Regions from separate parts of the Mus musculus genome. Here all the other regions are linked to region 3. A link is a contact called in public Hi-C and promoter capture Hi-C data. All regions are on one chromosome and are shown on one strand. The core of a region is the stretch at or near the end of the contact, and the rest is flanking DNA. Distances in the headings are between cores, read along the strand shown.

Evidence for each region. Promoter capture Hi-C pulls out the DNA fragments that hold promoters and counts their contacts. Hi-C and Micro-C count contacts between places; a contact is called where the count stands out from the background. Capture Hi-C pulls out chosen DNA fragments and counts their contacts.
Region 1: a promoter capture Hi-C map of pre-B cells shows a contact between it and region 3, with 8 times the contacts expected there. The contact joins the promoter of Ropn1l here to the promoter of Mtdh in region 3. A contact is called at or near these places in 5 of 39 promoter capture datasets (3T3-L1-derived adipocytes, cranial neural crest, hippocampal neurons and 2 more), 4 of 115 datasets of contacts at active chromatin or transcription factors (acute myeloid leukemia, astrocytes, bone marrow-derived dendritic cells and 1 more) and 1 of 9 other capture datasets (adipose tissue).
Region 2: a promoter capture Hi-C map of liver shows a contact between it and region 3, with 3 times the contacts expected there. The contact joins the promoter of A830021M18Rik here to the promoter of Mtdh in region 3. A contact is called at or near these places in 2 of 115 datasets of contacts at active chromatin or transcription factors (the 230-238 cell line and astrocytes) and 1 of 9 other capture datasets (liver).
Region 4: a promoter capture Hi-C map of the C10 cell line shows a contact between it and region 3, with 6 times the contacts expected there. The contact joins the promoter of Ywhaz here to the promoter of Mtdh in region 3. A contact is called at or near these places in 1 of 39 promoter capture datasets (the C10 cell line) and 2 of 9 other capture datasets (adipose tissue and liver).
Region 5: a contact with region 3 is called in a promoter capture Hi-C map of pre-B cells, with 4 times the contacts expected there. The contact joins the promoter of Pabpc1 here to the promoter of Mtdh in region 3. A contact is called at or near these places in 3 of 39 promoter capture datasets (the C10 cell line, liver and pre-B cells), 1 of 115 datasets of contacts at active chromatin or transcription factors (embryonic basal ganglia) and 2 of 9 other capture datasets (adipose tissue and liver).
Region 6: a promoter capture Hi-C map of pre-B cells shows a contact between it and region 3, with 6 times the contacts expected there. The contact joins the enhancer-like site here to the promoter of Mtdh in region 3. A contact is called at or near these places in 4 of 39 promoter capture datasets (the C10 cell line, liver and pre-B cells), 1 of 484 Hi-C or Micro-C datasets (B cells), 3 of 115 datasets of contacts at active chromatin or transcription factors (the 230-238 cell line, large pre-B cells and stem cell-derived neural progenitor cells) and 1 of 9 other capture datasets (liver).
Region 7: a Hi-C map of CD8 T cells shows a contact between it and region 3, with 9 times the contacts expected there. The contact joins the promoter of Zfp706 here to the promoter of Mtdh in region 3. A contact is called at or near these places in 1 of 484 Hi-C or Micro-C datasets (CD8 T cells), 2 of 115 datasets of contacts at active chromatin or transcription factors (bone marrow-derived dendritic cells and large pre-B cells) and 1 of 9 other capture datasets (liver).

Annotation. Positions count from the first base shown.
Region 1 is chr15:31,451,599-31,455,131 of GRCm38.p6, reverse strand. Ropn1l (ropporin 1-like) reads left to right here and starts at 1,443. Exons shown (of 5, transcript NM_145852.2): 1 at 1,443-1,719. The coding sequence starts at 1,589. It overlaps Gm49208 (a long non-coding RNA gene), which reads right to left and starts at 1,461. Exons shown (of 2, transcript XR_003951491.1): 1 at 1,220-1,461; 2 at 1-452.
Region 2 is chr15:36,724,326-36,727,563 of GRCm38.p6, reverse strand. A830021M18Rik (a long non-coding RNA gene) reads right to left here and starts at 1,319. Exons shown (of 3, transcript XR_875150.3): 1 at 596-1,319. All of the region lies in intron 1 of Gm41297 (a long non-coding RNA gene), which reads left to right.
Region 3 is chr15:34,081,020-34,084,234 of GRCm38.p6, reverse strand. Mtdh (metadherin) reads right to left here and starts at 1,516. Exons shown (of 12, transcript NM_026002.5): 1 at 822-1,516. The coding sequence starts at 1,199. Gm41291 reads left to right here and starts at 1,009. Exons shown (of 1, transcript XM_011245387.3): 1 at 1,009-2,493. The coding sequence starts at 1,228. The coding sequence ends at 1,761.
Region 4 is chr15:36,792,881-36,795,934 of GRCm38.p6, reverse strand. Ywhaz (tyrosine 3-monooxygenase/tryptophan 5-monooxygenase activation protein, zeta polypeptide) reads left to right here and starts at 1,397. Exons shown (of 7, transcript NM_011740.3): 1 at 1,397-1,790; 2 at 2,260-2,456.
Region 5 is chr15:36,607,191-36,610,605 of GRCm38.p6, reverse strand. Pabpc1 (poly(A) binding protein, cytoplasmic 1) reads left to right here and starts at 1,633. Exons shown (of 15, transcript NM_008774.3): 1 at 1,633-2,292. The coding sequence starts at 2,100.
Region 6 is chr15:31,335,557-31,338,694 of GRCm38.p6, reverse strand. All of the region lies in intron 1 of Ankrd33b (ankyrin repeat domain 33B), which reads left to right. Among named protein-coding and RNA genes, the nearest start is that of Ankrd33b, 31 kb to the left of the region's middle. Within about 2 kb of position 1,749, at least 87 of the 459 cell types and tissues checked have an H3K27ac peak or open chromatin away from gene starts, as enhancers often do. A contact at or near this core is called in B cells, liver and pre-B cells, where this site is marked.
Region 7 is chr15:37,006,077-37,009,534 of GRCm38.p6, reverse strand. Zfp706 (zinc finger protein 706) reads left to right here and starts at 2,133. Exons shown (of 4, transcript NM_026521.4): 1 at 2,133-2,407. It overlaps LOC115488529, which reads right to left. Exons shown (of 2, transcript XM_030248876.1): 2 at 1,062-2,679. The coding sequence ends at 1,731.

The DNA.
Region 1 (3,533 bases), core at 194-2,693, 2.6 Mb after region 3:
GCGAGAAGTCAGCTGCCCAAGCCAGCACACAGGACTCCCTCCGGGGAGACCGCTGAGGCCTAGCTGCTTCCTCAGTGGGCTCGTTAGGTCTGCACACATACACACCTAGTCCTCCATCAGCCTCCTGCTGCTACTCTGCAAGCCTTTAAAACCATGGGTAGACTGTCAGCAAGGCACAGGCCCCTCTGCATCACTTTATGTTGTTTAGCCATTGCGTTGGGTTTTTTTATTTTGTTTTGTTTTCTTTAATCTCCTTTGCTTATACAACCGTGCCTAAGACTTTCTTTCGGCTCGTTCATTTATGCTTTAGGATGTACTTGGAGGAGGAAGGAGCTTCTTGCTCAGGAACCACACCCATTTTGCTTAGGTGGCCATTTCCTTGCCATAGTGTATCTGGTAAAGCAGACACTTCCGTATGTATTCAGTGGATTCCACACAACGGGGCATGGATGCTGAAATTAAAAAAAAAAAAAAAGTGAAGTATTTGGACTGGTAACAGAATGAAAAGCAAACATTCACACTACAGATACTGTACAAACGAACTAATAGTAACTTATGTAGGGAAAAAAAAGGTCAATGTAGGCTAGGCTCACTTTTTTTTTTTTTTTTTTTTTAGATACAACAGCAAAATATAATTCACTTAAGAAAACAAAAGCTGAATTGTCACAATTTATACCTGAGACTTTTAAGAATAAAAGGAACAGACACCTGCACACCCAGATTGTTTTACAATCTTTTCCGCTTCACCAGTCATGTGGTGGTGGTGGTGGTGGTGGTGGTGGTGGTGGTGGTGGTGGTGGTGGTGGTGGTGGTGGTGGTGGTGTGGGTGGGAACAGACTTGTTGCTTCTTGAAGCGCTAAATGTTGCCCAGGCTGGTCTCCAATTCCCAGCTCAAATGAACCCCAGCCTTGCGAGTCTCGCAGTCCCCACATCAGATTTTAACTCTGTTGGTTTTACCCGATTGTGTTGTTTTTCTTTGGAGACCATGATAGAGGTTTTAATAAAAGTTAACCTACCAAGCTACATAATAGGCATTATTATTTACTCCTTATGCCTATCCCCCCCCTTAGGATAAATATTGCTAAGTCGTTAGAAAATCCTGTAGTCCCCAGATAAACGCTCATTTCTGTCAACAGTGTCTGAGAGTCCTTGTTTTCCCATTCTATTAACTAAATGTTTTTTTGCCAAGCTGCTTTGGTTTGGAAATGTGTATTCATACAGTGGGTGTGTGGACCAAATGGAGTCACACGCCAAGCCGAGACCCTGGTCGAGACCTCTTGGGGTTCGGATTAGCGCAACCTCCGCGTTTTAGGAAAACAAGCTGTTTTATGGCGCTCTCCGCTCTGTGGTCACTCGTTGGTCACAGAGGCCAGCCGGACGTCCGCCCCTTGTTTGCTGAGGCTGTGCGCATGCGCAGCTCGGGTTGCCTGGAGACCGCACGCCACAATCGCGTGCTCTATCCGCTCTGGGCGGTTGGGCCTCAGTTTCCTGAGGGGGCGGAGCAGTCCCTCCCCGCCGCCCGCTGCGCTGACCCTGCCTCTCCTCCCCGCAGCACAACGTCCCAGGCCGCCGCGGTCTCCCCAGAACGATGCCGCTGCCCGACACCATGTTCTGCGCGCAGCAGATCCACATCCCCCCGGAGCTGCCGGACATCCTCAAGCAGTTCACCAAGGCTGCCATCCGTACGCAGCCGGCGGACGTGCTGCAGTGGTCGGCGGGGTAAGGCCGGCCAGGGAACCTCACCCCGTTACCGAGTACAGACGCCGACGTTGTGGGTGTAGACTAACAAAGCTTGCACACCAACCGCGGGGCAAAAAGTGGCTCCGCTGAGTTTAAAAAAAAAAAAAAATCAGTTACAGGGATGTTATAAATGAAACCGCCCAGAACAACTGAATTATGCCCCCACCCACCCCCAAATGAGGCAGAGGTATGTGAAAGCTGCCACCTGAGAAAATTGTCCAGCACAGCTCACAGCTAGCGAACCTTCACACTCTAGAAACAAGGACAGGAACCCTTTCAAGGGCCTGACCATTATAATCTTAACACTCATTCTTTCGGTTTTACAAGAGAACTGTGCCACTTTTTAAATCACGAGAATAACTATTTTTAGCCAAAATTTGCTAACTTTCTCTGAACTATATTAGCTAAGGTGGTTTCGTTACTTTTGGCTGTTTTAACAACTCGACTTTTAAAAAACGACAGCTCTGGAGGTAAAAGCAACAAAACATCTGGAGCAGGCAACAGGCGTTTGGGGTGGCTGCTTCCATATCAGACTCGGCTGTTGGAACTTCCTGGCCCTTCTACAATCCGTGGGTTCTCTTCTGCCTTCCTCTCCTGAGGAGTCCTGTGATACATTTAGGAGCCATACCGTTTCTTCAGGATAGTTTCCCCCATCTAAAGTCCTTAATTGTGCAAAGACGCTTGCCATGTAGAGTACCTCTCACGGGGCTTCAGGGGACAGGACCTGGATGTCTTACTTAGCTCCGTCAGGGTCACCTGTGAGCCCAGCGGTCCCTTTGTCAGTTCTCTCAATAACCCCTCAGCGATATTACATATGCTCGAGCCTTAGAGAGAAGGGCTAGGGTGTCTTTATGAAAGTTTATTTGCACTTCAAGTCTCCGCCCCTATTGGCACATTTATTAATACTACAGAGAGAGTTTTTTTGAAGCCTTACACAAGAAATCCCTGATTCATTAGACTGCCGATGAGGGAACAACTATGAATAGGTGTGAATCCACCAAGCCACAGCATTGTAACCGGGGCCTGGACTTTTAGGTCAACAGTTCTGCATCTGTTTCTCTCGTGGCTGTCCGCACCACTCCTTAGCTCATTAACGAAACCACAGAGAGGAGCACAAAAGTCTTAGTAGTTATAGGTGGAGTTGACCCTAAAGGGTGAAGAGAGAGGGGGTTGCCTTTAATCTATTCAGTCTTCACTATCCATGTCCATCTATCTATGTTTCAGATTTAGATGGTTTCTGATAACTCATAGACATACCTGGTGCCCTGGTGCTTAATTTCATGTTCATCTTCCTGGCTACAAGTTCTTTGACTGTGGCTTAAGACCTTGCCTGGCACAAGGCCTCGTGCTGGCCAAATCCGAAGGGAATTCACTCAAGTTGTTGCCCCAAGCCATTTCTGTGCCTCCTTAACCTCCAGCTCACACATTTTCAGATTCCTAGAATGGAACTTTTTGGGGGGGGTGGGGGTGGGGGGTAGACCCAGGCAGAACTGGGAAAGATGGAAAGTGGGAAGCCTTTGTGTGTCTGCACCACTTAGAGGTGAATGTGTCGAGGTGTTTAATGCCAATTACCTCAGAAAGCAGCTGTTGAAAAAGGAATGACCTTAGGGCATGGGGTGCTGGAGAGATGGGTCTCAGTTAGCAGTATTTGCTTGCTTTCCCAATAGACCTGAATTGAGCTTCTAGCACCCATGTCACACAGCTCACAACCAGCAGTGGCTCCTGTCCCAGGGCCATTCACCTGTACCTACCCACACTCCTGTGTGTGTGTGTTACACATGCACACACATTTA
Region 2 (3,238 bases), core at 70-2,569, 2.6 Mb before region 3:
CTGGCTGCTGTGGAGTCAGGTCAAACAGGGAGGGAGACAGCAAGGGGGAATGTGGAGAGCTCAGGATTGTCAGGCAGCACCGCCCTGAACAGAGAGTGAGGGGCGGATGGAAAGTACGTGGTGGCGGCAGAATCAGGGGAGCAGGGAACCGGGAGTGGAGAGCAAGCAGCAAGAAAACGTGGGGTAGGGAATGGTCTACAGATCGCTAGCTAGAGAGTTGTAAAAGTTTGCTATTAAAGTTCCAGTAAACGGCCATTTAGAGTTATTCTTTGATGGGTATAGGGGCCAAATTTTAACCAGGAGACGTGCTAGCAAAGATATTCCCTTCTGGGTGAGAATAGGAGCAAGTGACTTCCCCGTTCCCCGGTGTCTCTAGTACAAATGTGATAGCTAGAAACAGAGGCAGCCAAAACAGATCACCAGCCACGCAGTGAACTAGCAGCTGAGCTGCGGGACCAGTGCACGAGCTGTGTGTGGGGCTCAGAGCCTGAGGGAGGATGGTTTGCCTAAGCGTAGGATTTTTTCAGCAGTGTGCAAGAGAAGCCAAGAGAAAAACCGTCAGAGAAAGAGAGACAGAGACAGAGAGAGCACTCACCCAGGGGTAGAGGTCCGAGAACGAAGCATCAGTAAGAAGACCAGGACACCACGGGGTGGCTGCAAGCTCAACAGCCCTCCCTTGGGACCAGAGGGCGTTTATGCTGACCAGTGAGAGTAGGGAGCTTTACCAATTCTCCAGTGCTTGGGTGGAGAGGTCTAGCAAGAGATCCATCCCATGGCTGCAAAGTCCATGTGGCAGCACGGAAATATGAGCTCATGCAACCTGTGAGTTTCTAAATCCCAGGCACAGCACCCGTGTTGGTAGAGGCGCTGTATGGTGGGTGAGGTGGAAGGGCTGCCTCCACAGGCCCCCGCTGAGGCATCCCCTCCCCCTGAGGCATGGTATGGAGTTTATTTAGGGCATGGGGAAGGTGGGAGGCAGAGAAAGGCGGGAGGTGGGGAGAGGAGAGGGAGAAGCAGGCCAGGAACACATGGGGAGAGGAAGGGGGGAGCGGGAGAAGGGGCAGGTAGTAAGAAAGAGGATCAGACAGCGAGGAAGAGACATGCAGACCCTTTTAGAGTGAGCCAGGCATACCTGGCTATTGCCAGGTCATGCCAACAGTAACTTCTGCTCTTTAGCAGCCTGTAGTGACATTAATTCTCTTTACATTTAGACAATTTAAGTGTCTAAAGATTGGTGACCCAACCAGGAGAGCAATAGCAAAGCATTATATGGCAAGCATTTGTACCACACTCCCTTGTGACATAGCCCAGCCCATCAAAGGTCTGTACCACACCCTCTTGTGACATAGCCCAGCCCATCAAGTACCAGCATCCTCCCAGGTGTATGTTAGCTTCCTCCAGCTGTGGGCCGCGTTGGGTGCCAGAAGTGCTTCTCTGTCCTCTGTTTCCTCCCTCAGGGTGTCCAGGCACCAGGCTTGAAGGATGAAGTGGAGTCTGGAACAGGTTGGGACTGGCTCTCAGTCCAGCTGAACTCACATGTGGGCATGGGGTGGAGGGCTTCACCAAGGAAGGCCTTCTCTGGCGATTTTAGTCTTACAGCTCTTTTAGATGACTCCCAATGAAGTGGCTCTTAGATGGTCTTCAGTGAAATAGCTGGTGCTCACTTACTTTATTTGGGTGGACAAGGGCTGTATATGAACTTTGGAGAGTGGAGAGGAGTTTTCAGGGTGAATGTTGATGACTGGCTGGAGCTCAGTGAACTGGGAACGCCTCTTTTGTGTGGAAAAGCTCTCCAGGAATCCCAGGTATTTGCTGGGCAGGTTCTTATGGGGTGTAGGGAGAGGAATTTGTAGGTTTGCCAAGGACCCCATTACCTTCCTCAGGTAGAGGATGGGGGGGTAGTCAGAGAAGTGGAAGCCCTGCTAGAAAAAGGGAATTCTCCATTTTGTGCTGAGCTCAGAGGAGCTACACAAAACATGGGGATGTTCCATTAGCTGAATGTTGCTAGAGGAGTGATCTTACACGCGTTCGCAACCGGCCAGGAAAGACGCAACAAACCAGAATCTTCTGCGGCAAAGCTTTATTGCTTACTCAGGAGCAAGAGAGGAAGAGCGCGGCAGAGAGAGGCAGAGAGGAAGAGAGAGAGAGAGAGACACAGAGAGACGCAGAGAGAGAGGCAGAGAGAGGGGCAGAGAGGGAGAGAGGCAGAGAGCAGAGGAAGAGAGCAGAGGAAAAGACGAAGAGGCGAAGAGATGAAGAGAAGAAGAAACGAAGAGACGAAGAGGCGAAGAGAAAGAGTGCCAGAACCCCGTCCCTTTTAAGGAGAATTATCCTCCGCCTAGGACGTGTCGCTCCCTGATTGGCTGCAGCCCATTGGCCCAGTTGTCATCACAAAAAAGGCAGAGCACATGGCGGGAAAACTGCCCCTGCACATGTGCAGATTATTTACTACTTAGAACACAGCTGTCAGCGCCATCTTATAATGGCAAATGTGAGTGCGGCTCCCCACAGAGTGAAGCCCAAAGACTTGTGTCAAGGTGCTCATGAGTCCAGCATGGGACAGTCTGGGAAAGCCGGAGTTTATGGAGTTTATAGGTCAGTGGTCTCCAGAGGTTGGCAGATGAAGATGCAGAATACAGGTTTCTTCAGCTATTCCTCATATTTTGAGGGTGGCATACACCATTTTGCTCAAAGCCTGTAGAATAGAGACAGAAGTGGGGGCTGATGCAGAGCTAGAACACACTACAGTGGCACACTCGTTGTAACAACTCCAAAACACGTTTGTGTCCAGTGACAAACACTGCCCTCCCCCTCTGCTGGCTCCCCTCCAGCTTCCTACAATCCACCACATACAAGGTGACATCAGACCAGAGGAGCGGCTCTAAGACTTCTCTCCATGATGCAACTAGTGTATGAGCTGTCCTGATTATCCAGGGTCCACACCAGGCTGCTGGCTAAGTATCTTGAACTATGCTGCTGAGTCTACTAGGGAGAATTTTAAGAAAACCTCCTCCCTGGATTAAGGAGTGGGGGAGGTTATGTTGGCTTTTTCCTTGCTTCCTTTCTCCCTGCCTTAACATATGGTGGAGCAGTGTGACAGCCATCTTGTGATGACAGGGTAGCAAGAAGATGGATATGTTCTGGGTCCCTGATGGACCGACGCTGCACCAAACCTAGAGCTGGCTTTTCTCTGAATGCTTTAGGGCATGAGACAAGATGGCTGAATACTGCAAATGGA
Region 3 (3,215 bases), core at 267-2,766:
CTCTCCAACAAATATACACAGAACAAAATATTACAGAGAAATCACAACACAGGATACAGAAGTAAAACACTAAGGCCTAACAAAAATGGAATAGCTTTCGCATTTCCACATGTGGTCCAGCAAACTGCGGCTTGAAATCTCCTCTCAACCTTCTTCAGCATTTTAATCTGTCACCTCTTTATGCTTTATTAAAAAACAAAAAAGTCTTCCACATCCTTTGACTGTACTATAGACTACTTTGCTGTACTTGCCTTATGTTTTTCTCGGGGCCATATATCCCGAAGGCGTATTAGATCGCCAGCTCCCTTTTGCCCAGTTCCTGTACCAGCAACCCAATGGCCACACTCACCAGGATAAGACAGGGTAACCATTTCCCTTTAACATTTCCAACTAAGATGAGTATGGCTTGATCTGAACACCTGTAATCCTCTTTAAGCCAGTTTTTAGGTCACCCCTATCTTCCGTGACGGTCTCAGGTCTCAACGTGGCTTGAGATAGACATCTCTCTCTACCGGGCAGTCTTTTCAGAACTTCCCAACGTCACTGTAAGGTCCCATTAACCTCCACATGCAGCCTACTTTCTTTCACAGGCCTCTAGGAAGGATCTGCTTTTGGGGAAACCAAGGTTCTCATATGATGGCTGTAAGTTTGGTCACTTTTATTTATACCTACCCCTGGAGTTAATTTCCATTCAGGAAAACGCGACTTTCCTACTGGTTCTTACACTTTCCGACTTCCCCCTTCTCAAGGAACGTGTTCACCTACCACCTCGACCTGAGCTCTCGCTTCCCTTGACCACCGGGCTCCTCGCCACTACTCACTTTGGGCTTTTCAGGAAGCTTCTTCCGGTTCTTCTTCTTTTGCTCCTCGCTTCTGAGATTCTTCAGCTGGGCTAGGTCGTCGGGGGCCGGAGTCGGCGGGGCCGCCTCCTCCCGTTTGCGGGGCGGGCTCCTTCGCTTCTTGCGGGCGCCGGCGCAAGCCGCGGCCCAGCCGTAACCTAGAAGGAAGAGCAGGAGCAGCCCGAGAGCGCCGGTGCCCACCAGGATCACCCAGCCCGGGTACCGCTTCGGCTCTAGCCCCAGGTCGAGGCCCAACTCCGTGCGCAGAAAACCTAGGCCGACCGAGAGCAACTCCCGCAGCCGGGCAGAGCCCTCCTCGGCCTGCTGGGCCAGCTCGTCCTGCCAGCTTCGTGCAGCCATCTTCCCTCCCGTCAGAGAGACTCGCGGGATGACGCCGGGGAGCGGAGCCGCCGCTGGAACAGTCGTGGGAGGCGACAGGGCCGCGACACCTCAGGCCGAGCGCATCGCGGCCAACCCTCACGCCGGAGTAGGGGATAGAGGGCCGCCGCCGCCACGGGGAGAGCCAAAGGTTCCCAGTCTCCGCAGCCGGCCTCACGCCGCCGCCACCAGGAGGACACGGGGCGGCGGGGACAGAGTGTCTCCAGAGGCGGCCGCTAAGCGGCGTCGGGGCGCCAGCGCCAGGACCCGCTGTCCTCCCCCGGCGGAACAATGGCGGCTCCGGCCGCGATCCACGCTGCGCGCGGAGGCCGGTCGGGTCACGTGGAGGCTGTGGGCGGGGCATGCGTCACATGGGGCGATGGGCGGGGCCGGGCGGACTCTAGTCTTGGAGTGGGGTCTCCTTGAGCTGTGTGGGTTTGGAGGCTTGGGGCGACTCGGAGCTTGCGAAGCGGGAGCTAGAAATCTGACGGTGGAACTCCTTCAGGCTCGGGCTTTCTGGATGCTGAGAGGGATTCAGGTGTGAGGCCTGCGCACGAGCAAGGCGGCCAAACCCATCGGAGTATGAGCAGGCTTTCCGCTCTCTTTCCTGCAGTGGTGGTGCAGTGGACCGGCTTTTTCTCCCTAGGTCAGGGGCCAGTTGGATGCTTCCAGAGGGAGCTCGGTGGACTCTGAGGCAGCGAGCACGTGTAATTCACATCCGAGTATTTCTTCGGGGCGGACTAGCATATTAACGTTTGCCAACGTTTGCGTCTGTTCTGTCGTTCACTCCTGCTGTCTGTTGTCAGGCTCCAGATTTAAAAAGTCGGCAAACCCGTGGGAGGCACTATTATTTTTCTACTGATTTGTAGCCTTAATAGGAAATATTGAGAGGAAGCCCTTAGACTGTATTTATATGCAAGAGAAGCATATTATTTTAAGCTTTTATACAACCCCAAAAGAATTGCAATTTTTGAATGCTTGTGTTGTCCAACAGTCAAATGTAGCATTAGAAGGAAACTAGGTGGGTTGGGGAATGTCGCTCAGCAATAGAACATGCTTACTGAACATATGCAAGGCTCTGGCGTCGATTCCTAGCACCAAAAATAAAGAGCTGAGGCGCTTCTTCCCTTCTTAATTTTAAAAATGCTTGAGGACTACCCTACTATTTGTATTTTGACTTTGCGGTAAGGAAACAGTGTCTATAATTAAATGTTAATTAGCATGTAAGCAGCTGAAGTAAATACAAACTAAAAACCTATTCATGTATTTTGACCCATCAGTATTGTAATGAGTCTTGTGATTAATGGGTGGAATAGAGTTTTATACGTAATAAGCTACTCTTGCTAAGCTTTTTTGCAGACTTATAATTAAGGGCTAAGTTATAAAGGCCAGAACCTTAAAATGAGATCTGCATGACCTCTAAAATTAACAAATTCCATTCATATTTTTGGAATAAGATTTATAACCCCACCTATTTGGGTTGGTCATAGTTTTTCTAAGAAGTTCTACTGATCGTTTTAGATCATCACCTGTGGATTTATGAATTAGAGAATTACAGAAATTGTAGGTTAGCATACTAGTCCCTTTGACAGTCTAGCAAGTAAATGATTTAGTAAGATCAGGTCATCTTGTAGTTTTTTTTTTTTTTTTTTTTTTCCACTTGCTGTATTTGGTATCAGGGACATACTTGTCATTATATCTCGCCCTCCTTCTCTCACTCCCTCCTCTTTGTGTATGCACATGTATATGCACTTCGTTTTTGTATTCATGCTGGGGATTAAACCCAGATCCTTAAGCATGGTAGGCAAACGCTCTCCCACTGAACTATGTCTTTATCCCACCATGCACTTATATTTTAAAAACAAAAAAGTAGGGTCACAACCAACTGGTTTGCATTCATTACAGTTAACAAAACTTGTAAGAATATAATTATACTTCCAGAAAGTTAGGGTTATTTGTTGCAATAGCACAAAGATTAGATTAAAATTTAAATAAAGC
Region 4 (3,054 bases), core at 148-2,647, 2.7 Mb before region 3:
TGACTGAAAAGATCACCCTTGACACGTGTTTCCAGTTGGAATGACAGACTGATGCTAATTTACTTGAACTCTTTACCTTACTGTGTAACATGGGACAGAAATTGAATGAAATGTCTAGTGTTGGGCTAACACGTTCATCTCTGAACTTTAGACCTACCACTTTTAACTGTTTCACTTCGTTTTCACTGGGTTTTGAACACCAGGGACAGCTACCACCCTTATTGTTCCCAAAATGTAATTACAGTAAACTACATGGAGAAAACACACATGCATTCCTCAGCCACAGATGGTAGTACTTTTATTGCTGATATTTTACTACTGTGCCTATCAAAGTATAGCGGAGACATCAACTGCATGAAGTAAGACCCAAGTAAAGAAGACAGGAAGACAATTGGGCAGCTAATCAAACTCACCAGTAACTTCCCCATACTTCAGGCCTATAGGCTCTGGGTTTTGGCTTTGCTACATATTATTCTTTAGAATTCTTCTCAGTTGACCTTCCATGGCAAATCTAATTCTGGCCCCCTTGCAGCCTTATTATGCCTTTATTAGGCAAACATGTTGATTGGAGTTTGTAAAAACTAAAAGCACCTTTTGGTTTATTAAAACACAAAGAAACCTTGCTAGTTAATGCACAAGGCAAAAGCCCAAACTATTTTCCAAAACAAGTCTGCAATTTATGCAGAGAAATCTCTTAACTTTCCCTGAGGTGTATATTCCATATAGACGTGTATTACAGACATTAACAGACATTTCCATTTTACAAAAGATTTAACCTAGTATCTTCTGTCAAATTTCTAGCACCTACTACAAAACTGCAAACATAAAAGCTTTTGAAATAGTCATTTTAAGTGAGTCACTCCCTGAAAGAATTTACATTACAGCCAAAGTAAGTTGACTTCAGTATCTTGGAGATAAAACCTGAATTAATTTGCTCATCTGCTTAGCATGTTATCTGTTGCTGTGGAAACCGGTGTGTGTGTTGGGAGGGGGGAGGGCGGTTGGCGAGGGGAGCGACACTGAACTGGTCACAGGCAAATCTCTACCTAGCTGTCATTTCAGGCAAATTATAATTTGTACAACAAACTTGTGATTCAAACAATGTAACCAACATTCTGATGAAAGACAGTGGTAGGGAAAGAATGCTTGTCATGAAGTCTTCCAGGGGGCTCTGGGGCTGAATTCCTGAGGTTCTTTTTCCAGTTGTGCTTAGTGTAGGCCCCAGAAGGGGCTCAGTGAAAATATTTTAGCTCAGAGGCGCACATTTAAAGAGAGCAAGGACAGATTCTTCATAGAGACTGCATCTCCTTTCAACTTCCGTCTCCTGGGTGGAGACCTTGCGGGTTCAGGCACCTGCAATTTCCGCCCTTTTCCTCCCCCCCCCCCCTTTCCGGGCGGAGGAGCCTCGCTCCTCCTCCAGCTAGAGCCCTAGGAACGGCCACGCTCCCTAACCTTGCTTCCAGGACCTAAAAGGGTCGGTCACTCTCTTACAATGCGCTAATTAGGAACAATGTGTCTCCCAATGAAAGCTCTACAGAGGGTAAAGTGCAGCCCACGACAACAGTTCGGTGTGTTCTAGCCTGTTTCCCCGCCTCGCCCCACGTCAGGCTTCTACGATCACGTCCAACCCGCTAGCCCAACCCTTTCCCCGCTCCTCCCAGCGACCACCCATTGTCCCCGCGGCTGTCACGGTGTGGACGCCGAGCTCGCGACTGGAAAGGCAGGGCGTCATTCAGCCTCGCGCTTTTCCCAGCCTTAAAAGGTCTAAGGCCGCTTCCTGCAGCCAGAAGGTAAAGCGGGCCGCCCGAGGGAGCAGCCGCGCCCGGGCCTCCCTGCCCCGGCGTTGGCGGAGCCGCTGCCCTACTCTCGGCTTCTGATCACAATGCCCTGGCAGTAGAGCTGCCTTCACCCTGCCCCGCAACCCGCCCACCGCCATTACCGGCGCAGAGAGAGGGCGGCCGAGCGGGAAGGGGGTGGGGGGGAACGCGAAGGTCCCGGATGTGCCCGCCAGTGAGGTGGGGGCGGGGAGAGGCTTCCTTCCGCGGGCCGCAGGGGCGGGGAGGGAGGGCAGCTCGCGGGGGCGGCGGGGAGCGAACCGAGCACGCGGGTGAAGGCAGGGTCGGGAGCGGAGCGGAGCGCGAGTACGCGCTCTCCTCCGCTCGCCCTCGGGCACGGGCGGGCCGGCCGGGCGCGCGCAGGGGAGCGGCGGTTGCGCCGGGCCGGAGAACTGTGGGCACCAATCAACGGTTGCCATAGCAGCGTTTGACGTCATCGTGCGTGTGGTGCCCCTGCTGCCGGGGCTAGTGATTGGAGGAAACCCCGTGTCTGCGGAGCGGCTGTAGCCTGTGAGCAGCCAGATCAGGGACAGAGTCTCAGCCTCGCCGCCACCGCTGCTGCCGCCGCCGCCCAGAGACCGCCGAGCCGCGTCCGTGTGCCGCCACCCACTCCGGACACAGGTGAGGAGCCGCCCGAGTCGGCCTCCGGTCCCTTCAGCCCGCCGCCGCGCTGCGGCCCGAGAGGGGTCTTCTCAGGAGGACCCGGGCGGCGGCTCGGCTCTGCCGGGCCCGGGCAGGCGCCCACCGCCGCCCCCGGCCGCTTGCTTCTGGCCTGCCGGGCTGCTCATCGCCCCGTTCTGGTCCCCGGGGTGGGGGTGGCGGATGAGGCGCCCACGCGCGAGACCCAGGGGCTCCCGCTCCCGAGGGCGACCGCGATCCGCCCCCGCCGGCACCCTGCTTCCGCCCGCGACTGTGACTCGGCCGTGGCGCAGGTGAGGCCGCCCCCACCCGGGGCGCCCCCGCCACCCCCTCCCCCACGGCGGGGGGCAGCCAGGTAGCACGCGGGGCTCTGGGGTGGGGCCCGCCAGGGACCCTGGGCTGGGCTCGCTGGGGCCCGCAATGCCAGAAAGGACTCTCGGGACGCGCGGTGGGGGAGGGGCGCGGCCAGAGCTAGGCGTGGGGGTACCGGGGCACGGGGTCCCCAGCGTCCTGGGCTGGTGGGAGGTTCGCATCTTTCCAGGAGCTGCGGCCCCAGGATGGGGGCTGCGCCTGTCTGGGT
Region 5 (3,415 bases), core at 384-2,883, 2.5 Mb before region 3:
GGCAGTGGTGGTGCACCCCTTTAATCCTAGCAATTGGGAGGCAGAGGCAGGCGGATTTCTGAGTTCGGGCCAGCTTGGTCTACAGAGTGAGTTCCAGGACAGCCAGAGCTCCAGAGAAATCTTGTCCCGAAAAAACAAAAAAACAAACAAACAAACAAACAAAGAACAGCCTTAAATGATACTCATGTGTTAAGCATACAACATATTTTTCAAAACTGTTATCTTCCATCAATATGGGTGGGGAGGTGAAGATGGGGGAGAGGGGACAGCATCTGTGTAAGAGTCTCCGGACTTAAATTCTAACTGAGAAGAGTTATAACTAATTTACACTAGGCAATAGGCTAGGCTAACGATCATTGAAGAGCTGAGCAGTCATTTAACTTCTGACACCATTAACGGTAAAAATAGTACTATTTGCTTCACTTCCCACACATCATTGTCAAAGGATGTTTATAGAGGACTTCAAAAACTGTAAAACCTACTAAAGTGGAGTTTTTGGGTTGATGTAATGTCATTTCTACGAGTTGATATATTTGTGCCTATCAATCATTTATATTAATCCCCAAACCCTGGCATCCAAGAGCTAGATTAGGGTGGCCCTGACCTCAGAGATCTGCAAACCCCTCCTGCCTTTCCAAAGCTGGGTTAAAGGCGTGGGCACCACGCCTGGTGAAGTGGGTTAAAAGCGTGGCCAACCACGCCTAGTTAAGCAGGCTATCCAGGTTTGTTTGGGTAAGAGTGACAGATACCGAGTAATTATGAGAAACGCATACTTTAAAGGAAAAAAAATTTTTTTTTCGAGTCCTTTTTACCACTGTAAAAAATGTAGGAAGTGGCTAAGTGATTCCAACAGAACATCTTAAGCGCCAGACTCCCAACTGCCTTTATCCCATCCCCTCCCCTCCCCCTCGTCGGGGCCGCGGACCCGTGCTGGGTCACGCCCGGGACGGTTGGGGTCCGGTTGAGGTCAGCCAGCCCGCGGCCGTTGAGAACTCCAGCTCCCGGCAGGCACCGCTTCCGCGGCCCACGCGCGTGGCGGCGCTGCCCGCTGGGACTCGTAGTGCGGTCCGGGTAGGAGAACGAGGCAGTTACCCTGCCTCCTTCCGCGCACACCTAGGAAACCCGGCCGGCAAGGCTCACGCCCGCCCACCCGTTTCCAGCGCCGCTCGGGGGTGGGGGGCTAGCGAAGCAGAACCTCAGCCGGGGCGGAGGGAAGAGGCCGCCACTAGACGCGCACGTGGGGGGCGGTTGGCGCCCAGAAACCCGGAAGCCCCGCGCGCTGCCCACCCGCTGCGCTGACGGGTTAACGCTCTTTCGGGCGGGGGCGGGGCGTGTGCGCAAGGGGCGTGACCAGCGGCCGCGCCGAGGCCGCCCACTGGCCGTCCCGCCCTTTCCTGGCTTTGCGCAGCGGGAAGTCGGCCCCTGGCTGTGGCGCCTGCGCAGAAGCCCCGCCCCGCCTCGGGCCCAACCCCCACGCCCGCAGCAGCGGCAGCCGCCGCCACCTCTCCCTTCCTCTGCGCTTTCCTCCGCCTCCTCCGGCGCCGTCGCTCGCGTAGGGCCCTGGCGTCAGACGCGCGTGGGCGGGGCGAGTGCGGCGGGGGGTATAAGTAGAGGGTGCAGGAGGCGGTGCTTCCCCTTCTCCCCGGCGGTTAGTGCTGAGAGTGCGGAGTGTGTGCTCCGGGCTCGGAACACACATTTATTATTAAAAAATCCAAAAAAAATCTAAAAAATCCTTTGAAAAAACCCAAAAAAAATTTACAAAAAAATCCGCGTCTCCCCCGCCGGAGACTTTTATTTTTTTTCTTCCTCTTTTATAAAATAACCCGGTGAAGCAGCCGAGACCGACCCGCCCGCCCGCGGCCCCGCAGCTCCAAGCAGGAACCCAGAGACCGAGGCCTTCCTGCCGCCCGGACCCAGCACCGCCAGCCTCGCTCCCCCGGTTCCACGGCCGTTGAGTACGCGTCGATTCCGGTTGAATTTTGTCCCTCTGCGCTCGCCCCCGCTCCCCTCCCCCCGGCTCCGTCCCCCGGCCCCGCACTCGCTCTCCTCCTCTCACGGGAAAGGTCGCGGCCTGCGGCCCCGCGGGCAGCCGTGCCGAGATGAACCCCAGCGCCCCCAGCTACCCCATGGCCTCTCTGTACGTGGGGGACCTGCACCCCGACGTGACCGAGGCGATGCTCTACGAGAAGTTCAGCCCGGCCGGGCCCATCCTCTCCATCCGGGTCTGCAGGGACATGATCACCCGCCGCTCCTTGGGCTACGCGTACGTGAACTTCCAGCAGCCGGCGGACGGTGAGCGGCAGGCCGGAGGGTGGCGGGCGGGCGGCCATGCGGCCGGGGCGGCGGGCCTAGCGGGGCGGGCGAGGGGGCGGGAGGGCACGGCGCCGCAGCCCCTCGCGGGCCGGCACTTCCTCCTCTGCGACCATTTTCTCGCCATCGGTCGCTCTCAAACTTTAGGGCGATGACGCGCCCGGAGGGTGGTTGAGATAGCCTTCACCGCGCTCCCGCCACAAGCTGTGGGATTCGGGGGTTTCGAGTACCCTCCTGGAGCGGCGGGTGGAGGTACCCCTCCATCCCCTGCCCTGGCCCGGCAGTCAGGCCGGGGAGGAAGTACGATTCAGTGTTGGGAAATACCACGTGTTGAACCCTGTAACCTCACAGGCCCGAGGCCTGTTCCTGCCGGTGGCTCAATCGCTGGGAGGAGCCCTAGGCTTTAGAAGAAAGTTAAATAGGGTGATGCCTGGTGGTGGTGGTCCTTAGGGTCGTAAGCTCGTTCCTAATAGCACATCTCTGACCTGTGGACCAGGAAAGGCACCTTATACCATATATAATTGCTTGGGGTTTTCCCTAGATGAAGTATTCTTTAACCATGCCGTGGAGGAGGGGATGTGGAAGACTCTAGGGCACCAGACTCCTTGGCTCATTTTCAAACAAATTAGATCTTAAGTTTAATAGAAGTCGTTATTTAATGTATACATATGTATATTTTTTCTAAAATAGCACCTGTGGTTATGAATTTTAAACATGTTGACCAGTTTTGGTCCTAAATATTAGGGTAACCTGGATCAAATTATGCTGAGTTAATAGCATCCAACTAATGAAAGCTTCTTTGATTTTTCTTTCGTAAAGTGGTTTGGAATATCCATGAATCTTGGGCAATAATTAAGAAGTAACACATTGAGTTTGTTTTAAGTTTGACAATTCACTGAAACAGAAATCTAAGAATCAGATAAGATCTATGGCCTGATATCGTTGGGTTTTTAAATCTAGATGACTCTGATTTAGAAGTCAGCTCTGGGTTTTATTTTAGTAAGGAAGACTGGAATTAAAGAGTGGTCACTAGATTAAAGGTGAGATTTGGGGTAAGCAGCATCTTAAGTGATGCTCTGGTAAGCCAGAAGTTGTAGAAGGGCAC
Region 6 (3,138 bases), core at 500-2,999, 2.7 Mb after region 3:
ACCGTTAGGATGTACCGTCTTGCTGGAAGGAAGACAGCACTGGGCGTGGGCTTTGATAGTTTATAGCTCACTACATTTGCAGTTAGCTCTCCCAGCTTTCTGTGTGACAAAATGTGACCAACCGTCTTGCTCCTGGCGCCCACTGCCATGTTTTTCTTGCCATTATGGACTCCCCCTTTGGAACCATAAACCAACAAAAACCCTAACTTTGAGTCTTTGTTGTTGCTGTCTTGTTTTTGTTTTGTTTTGTTTTTTGGTTGCAAATTATTTTACCCCAGCAATGAAAAATGCACATGGGGATATATGTGCCCCTCTGTGCCTGGCTTATGTCACTTGCACACTATTCTCCAGGTTCATGTATGCTGTGGCATGTATTGGAGTTCCATTTCCTCATAGAGTGGAGAAAGAGTCTTGTGTGTGTGTGTGTGTACACCACACTTTGCTTATCCATTTGCTGACGCCTTGGGTGTTTGAGTTATTGTGAGCAAGGCAGCTGTGAACACGAGTGCCCAGGTCTCTCCTGGAATCCCTGCTTTGAACCTCCTCAGATGAGTACTTCAGACTGGTACAACTGAGTTATATGGCAGCAAGCCTTCCCGGGGGTTTGGCTGGTTCAGTAGAATATTTGAAATCCGTCAGTGTTGTTGCGTGTAGCAAGATTTTCTTCGTCTATTGTTAAAGCTGTTTCCTACATTTGTGTATGTGCAGGTTTACTCACTTGATTCCCCTTTCACCTTTCTTCCGTCCCATCGCCCCCTCCCCTCCCCTCCCCTCCCCTCCCCTCCCCTCCCCTCCCCTCCCCTCCCCTCCCCTCCCCTCCCCTCCCCTCCCCTCCCCTCCCCTCCCGCCCCAGCTGAGAGAAAGTATGATCTGTCATACCAGCTTCGTTAGGCTTCTTGGTGATGAACATCCACACTGTTTGTCATTTGGGGCTGTGAGTTATGAATCAGGCTCCCGATGTTCTTGTATCCGTCTTAATTTGGGTACAGATATTCTTTCTCTGGAGCGTGTCTCTGAGTGGCACTGCTGTGTCATGAGGCAGGCACATGCTAAGCTTTAACAGAGACTGGCTTCCCAGTGGTGTTCACACCCCCGTCTGCTGGGAACATGCGCGCCCCACACCCTTGCCAACATTTGGTATTGTCAGTCTTTTTAATTTTAGCCTCTCTGGTGGGTGTGCGTTGCTGTCTCTTTGCGGGTTTGATTTGCATCTCCCCGGTGACTCAGGATATTGAACACCTTCACATTTGGAAAAAAAGGTTATAATTTAAATTCTTTTACATAAAGAAAGCGCATTAGGAGACATTAACGAACACCTGTAAGCACAGACATTCCAAAGCCCAGAATGTCTCATCGAAGTCATCTACCCTGACAGCTATGAGTCAGACAGACAGATGTCCGTTTCAGTTACGTCTGAAATCACAAATGAGGCAGTAGCCTGGGTTTTTGTTTTTTGTTTAAAAAGCAGACAGGAGCATGTATTTAAAGACTATTTTAAAAATAAAAGAAAATGGAAGGCTATCTTTCCTCCTCACCTCCCATTGGAGAGCCAGGCTTTCAGGGGGAAAGTCTAATTGCACTCCATGCTGGGAGGACCGTACTGTGGTTCTCCCTGACTTAGCCTCGGCCCTGATTGTGAACCACCTTGACCTGGAGGCTTCTCTGCAATTGTGACATGGTCCTATCCTTCCTGCCTAAGAAGTTTCTGCCTGCTCTGTGCCAACCCCTCTCAAAGCATGGCTGGTTTCCACCTGCTGTGCACCACCCGCTGTCCCCTGAGTCACCTCATATTGCATTGTTTACTTCCTGGGCTCCTTCCCTAGACCCAGTTTCCCCAGAGGAAGGACCACACACACACACACACACACACACACACACACACACACACACACACGCATCTTCTGGGTTCCTCTTCCTATTTCTACACACTACCAGAGCCTAGCTGGTGACCAGTCCCTGCTGGTAGGGTAGTATATGGAGACGGTTCTAGAGGCAGTGTGACACCCCTCCCAGGAGCTGATTTTCTGTGTATATTTGTCTAGCTACTCAGTCTTAGCAGATAGAACTATACCTATGTATTCTTAAATCTAGAAGACAAAATACAAGCCACCATTTCCTGACCTTTCTTCATGACCTTTTGCCCTGTTGGCCACAGGGCTATCATTTGCTCTCAGCGATGCAGCCTGCTTGCTGGTAGTATCATGAAGGAGGCATTTGAGGGTGACTGTGGGTCTGTAGATTGGAAATAGGTAAGAATTTATTAGGATATACCATGAGAAAGACAGGACCAGGCAAGAGAGTAGATGTGCCTCTTCACTAAAATTAAACAGAGCACAGTTAAAGGAAAACAAAGGAAGGTGCAGGGGACCGTGTCTGGTGTTGCTGAAGGAGAAGTGTGTGGATTTGGGTTCCCGGGCAGTGCGAGCATCTTCACTGCCCAGCCGAGAGCCTTCTCGCTCACCCAGCATTCTTGCCTGCATCTTCTGGCCTCATGTCCTTTCACTGCTCAGCTGAGAGCCTCATTCACCCCACAGCCCTGTCCCATCTCTTCCTGCCTCAGGTCCCACAGGCCACTTGGGAGCTTATTAAAGAATGTATGCTCTGACTCTGGGGGCCGGGGCTGAGGCCTGAGGTGTGCCTTTCTCTCCAGCTCCTGGCAACACTGATGCTATCGGTCCAGAGACCTCCCTTGAGTGGCTGGAGCAGAGCGTGAATCCAACTGGGTTAGTCTGAGGGACTCATCAGCCACCTTGTTCATTCTCCACCCTTTGCGTTGGTTGTGTTGAATCCTGCCGCCCATCATCTAGTATAAACCAGCCTGGTGCATCCAGCTCGGTATTTGTGAAGATATTGTCTTTCAAAAAGTTGTGGGGAGACTGGGAGATTGTTTAAGGTATTACGCGCTTGCCAGGCAAGCATAAGGACCTGAGGTGGGATTTCCAGCACTCGCCTCAAAATGTCAGGAGCTCTGGAGTCTGGGGCAAGTAACAGATGGGCCCCAAGGGTTTATTGACCAGGCAGATTAGCTAATCGGTGAGTATCCGGTTCAGTGAAAAGACACGGTGCCAAAAATAAGTTGGGGACAGGCTGACTTAGACCTCAGTCGCTAGTCTCCATGTATACATACATGTGTGTGTG
Region 7 (3,458 bases), core at 884-3,383, 2.9 Mb before region 3:
CTCACTCCGGCTTCATACTTCCCCTGTATATTTCAAATGTCCTAAGCACCACATATAATTACCATTACACCATATTCTCTAGGTAACAGTGCTTAACAAGGGAGTGAGCCAGACTCCTTCAAGGATAAAAAGCATAGAGGAGACAAGAGACCTGTGTGGCAGGGTTCTGGGGCTTTTTGTTTTGTTTTGGTTTGGTTTTTGGTTTTTCAAGGCATGGTGTCTCTGTGTAGCCCTGGCTGTCCTGGAACTCACTCTGTAGACCAAGCTGGCTTCGAACTCAGAAATCTGCCTGCCTCTGCCTCCCAAGTGCTGGGATTAAAGGTGTGTGCCACCATGCCCGGCCTGAGTGGCAGTCTTAAAAAACAAAACAAAAAAAAGAAAAAAGCTCCAGCAGAAGGTGTGCGGGTAAGAGGCATAGCAGGAAGACATTGTGGAGTTTACTGCTGTGAACTCGGATTCCCCCAGGGAACATCTGTAAGTATCCTCAAAGACTTTTACTTTTCCTCAAGTGAAAATGGGGTGCTATTGGCCCCAGCCAGAAAGAAGGCAGAGCTACCACTAAACACCTAGTGACTCCCCATAGACCCCGGTTAACAAAGTCCTGTCCTGAGAGAGAGAACTAACTCCAGCTACAGCTTTTGTCAGGTTCCTGCAGGAGATATGAATTAAAAACTCAAGGGATACTAGCTTTTGAGTATTCCCCCAGGCCACAGGACAAAAAGCAACAAACCAATCCTACTTCACAAGACTTCAGACACCACCTCACCCCTGCAGATGTCACAGTCTAGTTGCAGTGTCCATTGTCATTCATGACTAGACAAACAGCTCTTTGTATTTCCCAAGTCTAGATCCTCCAAGACTCTCAACCCAAAAGGCAGATTAACACAACAGTAAATGTGGCCACCATTAATAACTATGTTATAGCTTCTTGACATGTCTGTTCCAAACCTGTCTCTTTAGACACATTCTGTTCAATATTGTTTTTTCAGCACTTTGTTGGTCACTGGCTATACAGTAATAAAAAGGAGATTACAGATTACCATCAGCAACAGTAACAAAACTTAAACACGTAACTACATTTTAATAAAGGCTTGTGAGCATAAAGTGAAATGAATCAAAGATGAGCCCACTTCAATCATGGCCCAGCTGCGTTGCACCTTTCTGGCTATTTTTAACAATACTGTGACAAGGTTATCATAGTACAAGTAAAGTAGACTATGCTCATAGTCAACGAATTCTCTGGCTACTGGCAGGCAAGTTTGAGATTCTGACTGGGCATGGCGACACATGGTCATGTAGCTCCTGTGGAGGTGAAAGGGTTCAGTTCTAGGACAGACTGAACCACATAGTGGTTTTAAGGCCACAAAAGCAGTATACCTATAACCTAATTAGATCTAATGGGGAGCAGCTTGTTGCAGGTACAGGGCAACAAATGCAGAGATTTACAACGCCATTTCTAACCACCACTAGATGTTAGAATTGCAATCGCTCTTAATAAGGTATCTGAAGTTCACAACGTGGTCTAAATCAAGTGGAGGCGGGGAACGACCTTTTATTCTTTCCCCAAGTATTAGCAATCCAATAGCCAGCCTGCACAGGCCAAGCGAGCACGTTAGGATTTAGCCGATTTTTCAGGCTCAAGTCTCCATCTATGTGAAAGTCCCTAGTAAGTCAAAATACCCTGAGCACGGAACCAGTGAGGGAACAATGGCAGCGAGTCTGGCAGGGGGTCATGGCCGAGCGGCGGCCACGCGGGGCCCCGGACGCGACTCCCCCGCCGCTCCGGCTAGCGCCTTACAGGGCTCCCGGCTGGCCAGGGAAAAACGAGGGCGGCGGGGCAAAGGCCAGGCCGGGTGAGTGAAACACGAAAGAGTGACTGCTGAGCCACTCGGCCGACAGCCGCCCGTAGACCGGAGGTCACACACCGCAAGGGCAGGGGGACACGCTGAGACGACACCGAGAGAGCGGGCGGGAAGCAGAGGGGCGGGCGAGGGCCCCGCAGTTCCCGTCTTAGGCCCCGCCCCCGCGCGCTTATGTAACAGGGGAGAGCTGCCATTGGCCTGCAGACCGGAAGGACGCGGGCATGCTAGAGGGGCGGGGCAAAGCCGCCGCAGGAAGGTGAGGGGCGGGACCGCGCGGGCAAGCAGGCGGCGCTGAGGCGACTGGGAGTGCGGCGCGGCGTGCGCGGGCACGAGCGACGGGCCTGCCTCGGGCTCAGGCGCGGCGGGCGCGCGCTGCGGCGGGTGTGCGAGGCGCGGGCTGTTGTGCTCCCGGCTCTGCTCGGTCCTTCCTCTGCGGGTGGCGGAGGCCCCAAGCGGTGCGGGGCTCGACCCTTCCTTCCCTACTCGTCCTGCCCAGCTCTTCTCGCGCTGCGCGGTCTCTCGGACGCCAGACCGGCCCGGCCCGGGTAAGCGGCGCCGCAGGACGCGGGAGCCGGGGCGGGAGGCACGCGGCGGCGGGAGGCCGGGGCGGGCGTCGGACTCCCGGCGGAGCGGGCGCGGGGCTGAGGGCCGCCGAGGCCTCGGGCGGGCCGGGCTGCAACCGTGGGGTTGAGTCTGCCCACGAATGGCTGTTGAGAGCTGGGATCGTGCCGCGGAGCCGACCTGGGCCCCTTGCTCTGGCTGGTTGCAGAGTGTGAGCCCATTTCCTGGCTCCCCGGCCTCAGAGTAAGTTGTTTCTCTTTAAGCGGCCCCTTAGGGCCTCCTTCTCAAGAGTCCTGGTATTCCAAGAACTCTTCCTGGTTCGTAGCTCATTTGCAGCCTCCTGGGAAAGCTAAAACTTTTATTAAAAATCAGCTGGTAACTGTTTGCAAACGATTTATTGCCTTTCAGTTTGTCCCACTTAATCAGGGAGCGATTTATACGTAAGATTTTGTCAAAAACTCGATGAGCTGGTCAAGAGCAAATTGTAAGTTGAACTGTCCGAAAGCAGGTGGTTGGATCGTTTGCACTTCTGCTTTCAGAAAGGAAATCTGTGCTGTCAGAAGTTAGGGGCCTGCCCCGCTCAGCTAGCCTGTTAGAACAGATCTCCTTTGCCTAGTGTTACATTTTGTGTTTATTGAAGCGTTTGCCTTTTTGTAACCGTTGGTGGTGGTAAAGAAAATGGGTTAAATCTTAGGTGTTCTGTTGTGTTTTAGGAGAAGCCCTAAACGCAAAAGTTAAAAAATAGTTTTTGCTTATCTGATGGCATTGTTTTTACAGCACGCTTCATGAAAAGGTTATCAAAGTAGCTGCTTTAATTTCTAGATGGCAAGGAAAGTTCTGGAATTACTGATGTGAGGTTCTGTAACTTAAGCATAAAACCCTTAAGATCTGTTCACCAAGTAATTCACATACATAAGCCATGCTTTATGGAAGAGTTAAGATGTTTTAGACAATCAGAATGATCTAGTAAAGATCTGATACTAAGACAGGGGGACATTAAGAGTGTTTTCAGGACTGGAGAGATGGCTCAGCGGT